Linked DNA regions of Mus musculus: region 1 is linked to region 2. A link is a contact called in public HiChIP or PLAC-seq data. All regions are on one chromosome and are shown on one strand. Each heading gives the region's core, a stretch centred on a gene start, on an enhancer-like site or on the middle of the called end of the contact. The rest is flanking DNA. Distances are from core to core; before and after follow the strand shown.

What was found. HiChIP or PLAC-seq counts read pairs in DNA pulled down with a chosen protein or histone mark.
Region 1: a contact with region 2 is called in an H3K27ac HiChIP or PLAC-seq map of extraembryonic endoderm stem cells. The contact joins the enhancer-like site here to the promoter of Nynrin in region 2. A contact is called at or near these places in 4 of 39 promoter capture datasets (the C10 cell line, cranial neural crest, liver and 1 more), 6 of 15 datasets of contacts at CTCF or cohesin (CD8 T cells, the G1E-ER4 cell line, the NIH/3T3 cell line and 2 more), 46 of 484 Hi-C or Micro-C datasets (B cells, the C10 cell line, CD4 T cells and 30 more), 13 of 115 datasets of contacts at active chromatin or transcription factors (the HPC-7 cell line, cardiomyocytes, differentiating embryonic stem cells and 6 more) and 4 of 9 other capture datasets (adipose tissue, embryonic stem cells, liver and 1 more).

Annotation. Positions count from the first base shown.
Region 1 is chr14:55,925,437-55,931,156 of GRCm38.p6, reverse strand. No RefSeq gene overlaps it. Among named protein-coding and RNA genes, the nearest start is that of Cma1, 16 kb to the left of the region's middle. Within about 2 kb of position 4,451, at least 20 of the 459 cell types and tissues checked have an H3K27ac peak or open chromatin away from gene starts, as enhancers often do. A contact at or near this core is called in DN2 thymocytes, the G1E-ER4 cell line, extraembryonic endoderm stem cells and 1 more, where this site is marked.
Region 2 is chr14:55,850,580-55,856,505 of GRCm38.p6, reverse strand. Nynrin (NYN domain and retroviral integrase containing) reads right to left here and starts at 2,391. Exons shown (of 8, transcript NM_001040072.1): 1 at 2,080-2,391. The coding sequence starts at 2,277.

The DNA.
Region 1 (5,720 bases), core at 3,202-5,701, 73 kb before region 2:
CTGTCTCTCTCTCTCTCTCTTTTTTTTTTAATCCATGCAACCAGTTTGTGCAACCAATATTCTTTATTTTTTTAAGATTTATTTATTTTATGTAAGTACACTGTAGCTATCTTCAGACACCCCAGAAGAGGGTATCAGATCTCATTACAGATGGTTGTGAGCCACCATGTGGTTGCTGGGATTTGAACTCAGGACCTCTGGAAGAGCAGTTAGGGCTCTTAACCACTGAGCCATCTCTCCAGTCTGCAACCAATATTCTTGGAGTGTCCGTCCTCTGGAGGATGGGCAACAGAGACTACACTCTTAGAGAAAGCTGATTCTCTCCCTCCGTACAGCTAACAACTGCCAGTGACTATTTGGTGGCACAGAGCTGAAGCCCAAGCGTTCAGAATGCTGAGGCTGGGAGATTGCCGTGAGTTGCAGAGCTGCCTGGAACATGGAACAATGCCCTGATGTTGGGAGAGGGGCGTGCATTGTTACAGTGTCTAATTACACATGACTGCTCACCTTTCTCACTGGAACCAAAAAGCATCCCCTTGTAGAAGACGGTTGAAGGCCAATCTAAAACCCATCTCCTCTCCAACATGGAACCATTGTCCTGGCTTTGGTCCTCAAATAACAAATGTTAAAGCAATTTTTAAAAAAGGAATCAATGTGAAATTGGAGGTGTTTGGTTGTGAGATTATAGTTGATTAGGTATTTTTTTTTACAATCTCTAAGTTGCCATATTCATTTTTACAATCAGTGATCAGTTTAGCACAGAACACAAAAAGAACAAGAGGTCTTGTCTGAAACATCTCCCTATGGGTCCAGAATACAAACTGAAACAGAGCATAAACCAGAAAGATCCTTCCAGAAGACTACAGAGCCAGTTCCCCAGGGCAAAGGGCCCTCCAGGCCCATGGCTTTAGAAGCCACTCAAGAAAAAGCCATGAGGAAGCTGGGCACTAATGAACCCTGATGCCCACAGCCCAGGGCCTGCTGTCCTATGTCAGTGGCCCCATCACATGTTCCCCATGGACCTGTAGCCAGGAGAGATGAGAGCATCTGGCACTAAGATTTGATTCAGAGTTACTGAAAACCAGAGTGGGTAGTTGTGTGAGCCTCACGCCTTAACAAAATCAGTTTCATGTATCCCCTGGGAAGGGGTCATCTAGGGCTGTCCAACACAGGCTCTGACTAAGATGAATGCCTTGTCTAATCAAGACAGCATGGTACATAGTTAAAAGAAATGGGCAGGTGTAGTTTCCAGGGCAGGGTCAGCTGTAAACTATCCTGTGATTGTGAACGTTACTTATAAAAACCATCTGTGGTTGCCTTTCTGGGCACAAGATCTCTCAGGCTGCCAGGCTAGAAGGGCGTGGAAAGAGAAGCCTACAGATCTTCCCGATTGTTTGATCTCTGGCTGGAGCCGTTATTAGTGTGCCCATGGTTTTAAGTGACAAGAGGCTTCCGGCCTTACCCAAGCTTTCAGTACCTCTAACTTCTTCAGATAGTTGAAGTATTTTTGTTTGTTTGCATTTTGGTTATGTGGACTTAAGGCCATCAAATGAAACATAGAAAAGTTGGCTTTGTGACTTCAAATTCATTTCGTTAAAAATTATACCCACGAGCAGCTGCCCAGCACAGTGAGACCTTTGTAGTTTTCATGATGAAAATCTGCTGTGGTTTCATCCAGCACATGACCTTATCTTCGCTGGAAACTACACCAAGACCAACGACGTGTTTTCCATTATCAGCATCAGCTCTGGACTCTGAAACAGTCACCTCGGCTTCTCCTTCAGACCTTTGTTCTCAAAGGACCCTTCAGCCAGGGGCCAGTCCGGACAGATAGCACAATGACATAGGAAACTTTGAGGAAAGTTCACTTAAGGGACTATTTGCAAAGGGGACAGCGTTCTGGAGACTGATGGGGGGGTTGTGTGTGGTGCACCCCAGAGCAGCAGAGGGATATTGCCTCAGCCTCTTCAACACAGAGGTCTGGCCAGGGAGAGGCTATGGGAGCTCTGAGGAGAGAGGAGAATCTCTGCCTCTTTATGTGGCTGCAGCATAGGAGCTGTGGGCTGTGTGCAGTCCAGGGAGAGCTCAGAGTGGACTCAATAGTCTGGCAGAGAGAGTATGAGGATAAATCCAACCTCCTGCCCAACCCCTGCCAGAGCTTCCAGTAGCCAACTCCAACCACAAAACTGCCCACCAATATGGATCCCAGGGCTGGGTGGAGAGTGAACCCGAAGTGGTGTCTTAGTCTCTCTTGTGTTATTATTACAGAATGCCCAATACTGGGTAACAAATAAAGAGAATCTGGCCTGTTGCTTTAGTTGCAACTTAGAGGACAGATAACCCCAGGCCTCTTACCACCCTGTGGGTCAAGTCGTGTACTCTGCATGCATGTTAGAGATGTATATACTTGTGAGTTAACCTGATGTATAAACTAGGAGGCCAGGATAGGAAGAACCGAATAAACATCTGTGTAACTGCACCACTGTTGGGTAGCAATTTCCTCCATATTGAAACTTTCTACCCTGGAGGGAGACTCCTAGAACTCAGGCAGTGCCTAAGCTGGCTCATGCAGACTCCAGAAGCAGGGCTAGAGAGGGCTCAACCATCAAGAGAATGTCCTGCTCGAATAGAGGACCCAAGTTTGGTTGCCAGCACGAGCACATTGGGCAACTCCCAACTACCTGTAACACCAGCTATTAGGGGATTCTCAGGACTCTGCAGGCACTGGCACTCGTGTGTGTGTGTGTGTGTGTGTGTGTGTGTGTGTGTGTCTGTGTGTGTGTGTGTGTGTGTACATGTATGTGTCTGTGTGTATGTCTATGTGTGTGTGTGTGAAGAACTCAGAAGTCTTCCAAGGTCCTGTCCTCTTCAAGGTGGCATAAACAAAAGACTGCTTAGGAGACAGCCTCTCCAACCTACCAAACCTCCTACACGTTGTACAGAGAGCCCCAGTGTTCCAGCTTTCTGGAGAATCACCCAAGACTTTACAGTCAATCGGCTGGCTTTGAGTCACCCAGGCTCCCAGGGGACTCTCTGGTTCACCAAGCTGCCCTTTGGCATTACTGTTGCTTTATTTTGTTGTCATTTCCTTCTTTTTTTTTTAAAGATTTATTTATTTATTATATGTAAGTACACTGTAGCTGTCTTCAGACACTCCAGAAGAGGGCACCAGATCTCGTTACAGATGGTTGTGAGCCACCATGTGGTTGCTGGGAATTGAACTCAGGACCTTTGGAAGAGCAGTCAGTGCTCTTAATCACTGAGCCATCTCTCCAGCCCCGTCATTTCCTTCTTCTCTGTATAGCCCTGGCTGTCCTGGAACTCACTCTGTAGACCAGGCTGGCCTCGAACTCAGATATCCGTCTGCCTCCGCCTCCCGAGTGCTGGGATTAAAGGCGTTAGCCACCACGCCCGGCTGAGAAGATGTTTCTTTATGTCTTCCCAGAAACAGTTCCTACACACACACACACCAGCCAAGATGATAACTCAGAAATAATGCATTCTAGGTAAAATAACAGCTTAGTAGCACACTCAGAAACTTGAACCAATGCAGAGAGTGGTCTCTTGGGAACCAAATGCGCAGTGATGGATGGCAACGGACCCCGTCAACTTCACCAACTGGTAGCCTCTCCTGCTGCTGATTTGCATGTTGTATCCTTACGATTAAATGGCATAAGTCTGCGGTGTGTGGCTTTTGATGATGAAGTGTGTGTCTTCCCAGTCTCCATCCGGGTACAGAGAACGTTCTTCTCACTGTGCGTATCCTGTGTTCTCCCCTGACATAGTCCAGAAGGACTCTGTTCAGATGGTTCAATGGCATCAGGGTACTTCACTATATTAATGGCACGGAGCCCAAAGAGGGGCAGTGTGTGGTCTCTTTGGAGTTTGCAGCTAGCATGTAGCACACTTGGAAATACTAAACTGAACCATTTTCGGGTGCCTCAGATAACTATCAGTTTTCAGAATATCTCCCAAAACAGGAGCAGGTCCTGCATCAGGTTCTGGCTGCTGAGCAGCCTCAGCTCTTGACCAAAGGACACCATAGCTGCCATGGCAAACCGAGGTAGGTTCTCTGAAAGAAGGAAGTCCCTGGGTGAAATACTGTAATAAGGCCATGCCACATGCCGCAGGAAACTACTTACCACAGAGAAGTGAACTCCTGCAACACCAGCAGCCTCTAGTCAATGCTGATTGACCTCAGGACATAACTGGATGTATGAACAGAGCTGCCCATTGTGAGCTGAATATCAGAGCCACCAAATCCCAAGGAGGCACCCTAGCGATCACTGGGAGAGCCTGGCTCTTTTGTCTCCACAACTTTTGGTTCTGCTTGACACCTTCAGGGCCAGGTATACAACCAGGGCTAGACTAAATCTAAAGCTACAGCTTCCACCTGCCATCCCAAGCTTCTCTTGACAAATGTGTGCACAACAGAGAAGTGACCATGCAACCCTGGTCATCACAGAGATGCTGTTGCTACATAACAATGCAATCATGGCTCAGGGTGTAGCAGGACTCCTTCTTGGTGATTCTATGCTTGGTGACAACTATTATGTGAAACTTCTGAAAGCCTATCCTGATAAAGGCACAATGACCTCAGAGATAAAGAGGTCTTTGTTATCCCGATGGATGGCAACCCAAACCAACAGAAGGGCCTGTCAAAGAGGAGGGACAGAAACAGTGCTAACAGAGAAAGATAAAGACTTCAGGATCAACTGTAACAGTACAGAATGCAGCTTGTCCCTATAAAGGTGTTTTGAGATAGTATTTGCATTTTAATTAGTAGATTTTGAAGCATGTTATCCCTTATAATATGGGTGGGCTTAAAGCAAGGGGTGCAGTTCAACAGAGTGGGTTCTCAAGGCTACAACTCGGAGACCCTATCTATGGACCTGGGGAGACGGCTCTGTGGTAAATTATCTGCTGTGCAAGCCTGAGGACTTGGTTGTGGCTTGTTCCTGAGGCCCGAAAGCCCACCCAGGAGCCAACTTTGATGTAATCACAGTAGAGTCTTTATTTACCAGCTTGGGCCTCTTTACCTCCGACCCTAACGAAGCAGGATGGTTTGATGAAAAAGCCTCGAACCCTCATTGGGACAAGATTTTATAGGAAATGGGAGTAAGCAAGTGGGTGTCTAGCCTAGTAAACATATAATTGAATGACTGTTGTAAGCCGACAGGTGGGTACTCTAAAGCAAAACCATGAACACTCACAAATGGTCTGAGAGTATATCTGAAACAGTCAGACTAATGTTTGACTGACTGTTGTTAGGAAGTAACTCTGGGGGATGGGCCAAGGACAAGCCATGGGGTCCTTTCTGGGACTTGGGTGTAGCTTGGGTTCAGCTGCAAGTCAAGTTCTTAAGCTTTTTTTTTTTTTTTTCCTTTTAAGATGGAGGCCAGTCCCAAGATGGAGTGTGTTTGGCCTTGCATTTCCCTGCTTCTCTGGTAACTAGAAGGCCCAATCATTGGACTTCCTGAAGCTCCTGGGCTTTGTTAGGGACTGGTAGTATTAACTAAGCCCATGAAAACAACCAGGAACAGGGCTGTGTTTCCATGACTCAGTTAACTCAGGCCTGGATGTATTGGTGACCTGAAAGGACCTGACCATCATATTTTAGAGGGGGTCACAGTTGTCATTGTCCAATCCTTGTGGTGTCCCTGGGGTTTGGGTAGGGCCCCCATCAGTGGGAGATAGAGGGGAGTCCTGAGGCTGAATTT
Region 2 (5,926 bases), core at 1,142-3,641:
AGAGACCAGAACAAACAACCTCACGGTTCTTCCTCCATCTCTCCCAAGAGATGTATGGAAGGCAACAACCAGAAGGCAAAACTCCAGGTCCCTAGAGCTACGATTGGAGTCGGCCACACTGCATCCTCCTGACAAGGCATCCTCATAATAGGAAAGGCTCACATAGCAGGTCATCAAAGCCCTTCAGCTTACAAGACATCAAGCTAGGGAGAAAGACTTGGTCCCTTATAAAGCTAGTTACTAACAGCAGCACCTAACTTCTGCCCCGTGTTGTTCTTTATGTTTTGCCAAAGTATTTGAGCAGGCATTCTTTCAGTTGGCCCTCACAATTCTTACATGAGAAGAGTGTTATTACATTGTTTCACAAATGAGGAAAAAAAGTTTCAAGATGGCTGAATTATTAGACCAGGGCCTCTTCAAACTATGCTTCTCTATTTGGGCTATGATATGGAAACGTGTCAAATCCAGACCTTATCCTCCCCACATTCCACTGTCCCTTGCCCTCACCCCCTCCCCCTCCTTTTCTTCCTTCTGTCCCCACCAAGAAAGGAAGTTACCCAGAATCCCTGCAAGCTGTTCCCACCTTCAACAATGCCTCTCTCTGGGGCAAAGAGGGACACAAGAGGAAACTGACAGAGCCCCTGGATCCACTTAGCAGGGCTTGGAGTGAGAAACTCAGGGGTAAAAAACTATAGCCCAAAGAGGCTGTGATGCTGACAAGCTTGAAGCTGACTTGAAGTTTAAACAAGAAACACAAAGTGGAGCATCTCAAGCAGTGCTCTTCAGGGGCCCAGGGGGAGTAAGTGGCTCAGTGGCAGAGGGCCTCTGTGGTATGCACAGGCCCTGGGTTCAGTCTCCATCTTTAGGGAGGCCCTGGTCAGCTGATTAGTTCTCCATGAAGGCTGAGCTGTGGTACTTTAACAGTAACGGAAAAAAATTAAGAACATAAAGAACCCAAAAGCCTCTTCTTAGCTTATCCTACACCAGCCTCTGAAACTAAGGGGCCCTGCACATCTGTTCTCTGGGCAGACACCTCTCCCCTCCCCCAGCACCTCTGTCAGAACTGGAAAAGTGCTGATGCAGCAGCTTAATGGGCGTGTTTAGGGAGAAATTTCCCAGCCTCCCCTTCCTTCTGCTGGCTGTGTTCCGGGCCTCCCCTACCTAGGCCCTGACCAACTGAGATGTGGGTAGAGCTTCAGCCAAAGGGTTAAAGACTAGCTTGTATCCGAGAGAAGGGAGTCCAGAGCATTCCTACTGGAGAAGATAAGGGAATCTGAGGGAGTAGGGGGCCCTTGGGTGTGACTGAACCAGAGGGAGGAGCCCAGGCAGAGAAGCCAAGATGAGCGTAAAAGGGACAAGCTGCAACCTGGCCTCTCCAATATCCAGCTCCATACAGCAGGCCCTTTCATCTCAACGTCCATGATTCCCTGGCATCCCAAGGCACTGCCTTCCAGAACAGATGCATCCTACTCTGCCGGCAGGGTCCTAGGTTCTACAACCTCCACCAACCTACTCCTTCCTGACTCTGATGACTGAGGCAGACCCTCACCCTCTCTCTCTCTCTCTCTCTCTCTCTCTCTCTCTGAGTCCTACTGCTTCGTCTATAAACTGCCAACGCCACTCTACAAGTGTCTCTAGGGCCCTCCTCTGGTCCCAGTACTCAGAGAAACCGCCCAGGATTTAAGCAGACAGAAAGAACGGAGGCCTTCCAGTGTCTTGGTGAGAACAAAGACATATGTTGCAGAGGCCACAAAAATGCAGGCCCTTAAACTGATCCCAAGATGGAAAATCTGGGCCTGTTTCTGACCAGAGAAGGCTGGTAGAAAGAGACTCTCAGCAGAGGTTCTCTCAGCACACTTAAAGGACAGAAGTGACATGTAAGAGAGGGGTGGGGCAGAAGGGAAAGAAGGAAGCAGAGGGACAGAGCAGGGGCCCCGCAGATCTGGAGGGAGGGAGGCCCAGACCCTGCAAGCCAAACAGCAGGACAAGCTCAACACCTCTGGGGACTCTTGACTGTTCAGGAGAGAGGGAGAGGATCTGACTAGGAGGGAAAGGAAAGAACAAAACGAAGCTGTTTACCTTGGCTTTGCCCGTATTTTCCCGGGGCCCCTCCAGCTGCAGCCAAAAGTAAGGGGTGTCAGGACGGCTCTGGAAAGCGGTCACCTTGACCCTGAAGATGCGCTGGACTTGCAGCCGCTGCCGGTGTACCCGGGGCTTCGATTTTGTCTGCACCATGAACCATTCCTGCGCTGGGGGTTTACCCCCCGACAAAAGCATGGCTGTCCCTCCGGCCCCTGGAAAGCGTGAGAAGTGTCACGGGTCCCAGCACCGAGGCCCCCAGCCACCTAGCCCTGCAGCCTAAGCCACGCCTCCCCTCCTTGAGGCGCGCCCCCCGCCACCGCCTCCCTGCTGTGGGTTCTGCGACCCACCCGCCAGCGCTCCGCGCCCGCCCTCCCAGCTCCGTCCCTTTCCGCCGCAGCACGGGAGACAAACCCTTCCTGCTAAGGGTTGTAGCTAGGGGTGGGACCGAGCGGATTCCCGCCGCCCTTCCTCCCCCTCAACCACCACCCCCTCCTCCCCTTCGACCTCGAAGCCAGGCCCCCTGGATAAACTCGCCTGAGCTGCTGGATGGCTTAAAGGGGCGCTGGAGACTGAGGGAGGGAAGGAGAGGAGGCTGGGCGGGAGGGAGAGGGCCAAACAGGGTCTTGGAAGCAACTGCCTTCCACCCAAGTTTTGTGTTCAGGGGTCAAAGTTCCTTCCTCGAAGGAAGGAAAAGGAAGGATTGAAGAGTTGATCTCTGAGACCCTGGTTTTAGATTCCAAGCAGTGTTCTACACACACACACACCACATACACACCACACGCGCACACACACCACATACACACCACACGCACACACACAAACACATCACACACACACACACACATGATCCTTGGTCGTCTGGACTTCCCTTGAAAACCCTTTACTACACCCATCTCTTTGTGGCAGGAAAGGGTTAAGGGAAAATGGGGTGGAGAGACCACAGAGGCTAGGGCCTGTAGAAACTATGGGCTGGAGACCAAGCAGGACGTAAAGGGTTACAGCTCTGACCCCCACCCCCACTCTAGTCTGGGGACCGCCTGGAACTGGCTCTAGGCCCAGGCCCTGCGGAAGCCCCCCAGGGCTGGAGGGGCAGGGGGTTAGCTGCCAGAGTTTTCAGGCTCGGGTTGTTTAGGAGAACCCCTTTTTTTAGCAAGTGTGAGTTAGAGTGTGAGGAGCCAGTGGGAGGTAGGGTCTCCAATCATCCTTATCCACAGCCATATGGTTGGCATCAGTGGTCCAAGACTAGCCCTGGGCTGGGGACACTCTCAAAACCCGAGCTGCCTTGGAGACATGCTCAGTACAAAGAACACTTTATGTGGTCTTGTAGCCTGAAGTAGCCTGGCACTGGGAAGGCACAGTCTGCAGCTGGGGCCTCGAGAGAACCTTACTTTCCAAACAAACCAAGAGTCACAGTCTGACAGACACAAGTATGACCTGACCCACGGGAACAAAGGACAGCTATTTTTTTTTTTAAACTGAGTCCTTTCCTAGGACATCGGTGTTACAGAGCCACCGATGTGTGTATGTATGCAGGCCAGTGGGGAGGTGCACGCTGTGCAGAAGGGGCCCAGGGGGAAAAGATTCAGGTTACTGCCAGACTAGACTGGATGGTCAAGCCCCACCTTTACAAGGTCTCATCCCTGGAATGGAATTCAGAGAAATAAAAGGTGGGTCTGTGGGGTTCTGGGTAACGAGTTCTTCAACCCTGCCCCTCCAGAAGGCTTTGAAGTCAGAGGCTGTCTGAGTGACCCCACTTCTCTCCACTTTCCCTGCCTTTAATTGTACTATCAAAAGGCAGGCTTGGCAGGGCACATCAGAAACTCCGGGTTTGCAGAAGGCTGAGCCCAGAGGCCCTGACTCAGAAGAGGATGGAAGGGTGTGCCTCAGTTTCCCTTCCAGGAGCAAGGGAGCCACACAGCCTCTCCCCACCCCTTCTGTTAGTGATGCTAAATTCTTTCTGCCAGGGCTAAAGATGTCAGGGAGAAGCCCCAGGTTTAATCCTATGTTCAAAGAGGCCATGCAGAGGGCAGAAAGAAGCCATGCATAAGACACTTCATAAACAGATCCTTTTAAAGCAACTTATTTAAACTTTTGTGCTTGGTTGCTTTAGCTCACAGACATGGGGGTAATAGTCCAAGGCCCAGGATGGACATCAGCTCTCACAGGTAAACTTACATAATTCAGGCAATGAATTACATACCAGCGTAGCTGTGTACAGTGTACTGCGACACTTGCTAACTGGTAGTCAGTCTCCTTTCCCAGATCTTGTCTTCCTCCCCATCTCAGCTCAAGCCAATGTGTCCTAGAGATTCTCTACCCTAGAAATTCTCTCCTCCTGGACTCAGCCCTTACCACCTGCTAACCCAACCACGTGGAGAAAGTGGATTTGGCCAAAAAGCTGGCTATCACCCTTTGTCAGGAATGAGCCTACGAACCCTCAAACAAGTCAGTAAATCCCTTGGTCAGAGCTCAGGTGTCCCCTCTGCTAATGTATTCACTGAGTCAAGTTTATTCAACAATTTCAACAGGTATTTATCTGCTAGAAGCCAGGCTCTTGGGTACAGCTTTGACTTGGGTATCTATTTGCTTGTTGGAATGGGTCCTATATGACTCAGACTGCCCTAGAATTCACTACATCATTCGAACTGGCCTTGAAGTAGAAGCAATCCTCTTGTCTCTGTCTCCCGGAGACTGTGATTACTTGCATGCACCAACATACCCATCTTCTCTTAACAAACTTTGATCCGTGTATCCTCCCAGTTCCAGCTCAACTACATTCGTCGACTTTGAGGGGGAGAACGGGAGTGGAGGTTTTGAGACAGGGTTTCTCTGTGTAACCCTGGCTGTCCTGGAACTCGCTCTGTAAACTAGGCTGACCTCAAATTCAGAGATTCTCTGCCTCTGTCTCTCAAGTGAATACTGGGATTAAAGGTATCTGCCACCTTGCCTGGCCTACATTCATTAGTTCTTTACTTACAACATTAGGTTGAAAGGTGCTTGCTTTAAACCTGGCACAGGCTCTTGGCAGAGGATCCAGGTTCAGTTCCTAGCACCCACATGGTGGCTTACAACTGTAACCAGACTTTTACTACTTTGTAGGTTCTTTTTTAATCTGGCACAAATCTACCTTGAGTAGAAGGGTCCTGGCTACAGAAGAAGTAAACATCGGATAAGTGTCTAAGCAGAAGCCCCACCAGGAGTCACTTGCAGGAGGAATGAGAGGCCTCCAAGTCAAAAGATCATGCGGATTAAGGGCCCTGCCCAGGGAGCTTGATGGATGATAGGTTCTTATCATTCCAACGCTTCGGAGGGAGAGGCAGTTCTGTCATTCAAATACCTATCCCAGGTCCACACCCATCTGAGTCCCCGGGGATGGGGTGGGGAGCTTTGTGAACCAGATAGCCCTGCCTGGGACCTTTCTGTGACAATGTCTAAGAGGCCAGCATCTCCTGGACTTCACTGTATTCTCTAAGCAGCTTTCATTTACGGGTGGCTCACATTAGAGTAGAAGTGGCTTTCTGGAGATGTACAGAGATGTCAGAGTCTAAACAGACCGAAGGAGGCAAGAGTCAAGGGACCAGCTTCTAGATCACTACATAGGGTGGTTTCCCACAGTGCTCAGTACGTAGGTGGGAAACATGGTGTTCTCAGAAGAGGTGGCTGAAGATGGTTTACAGAGGGGTCTTGCCAGGCAGTGACTCCTGTCAGTCGGTAACCCACCACTTGGGAGGTAGAGGCAGGAAAACCAGGAGTTCAAGGTACAAGTTTTTCTGGGTTCTAAGGTGTTGGTGGTACTTTTTAAGCTAATGTGTGTGTGTGTTTGTGTGTGTGTTCAACTATTTTA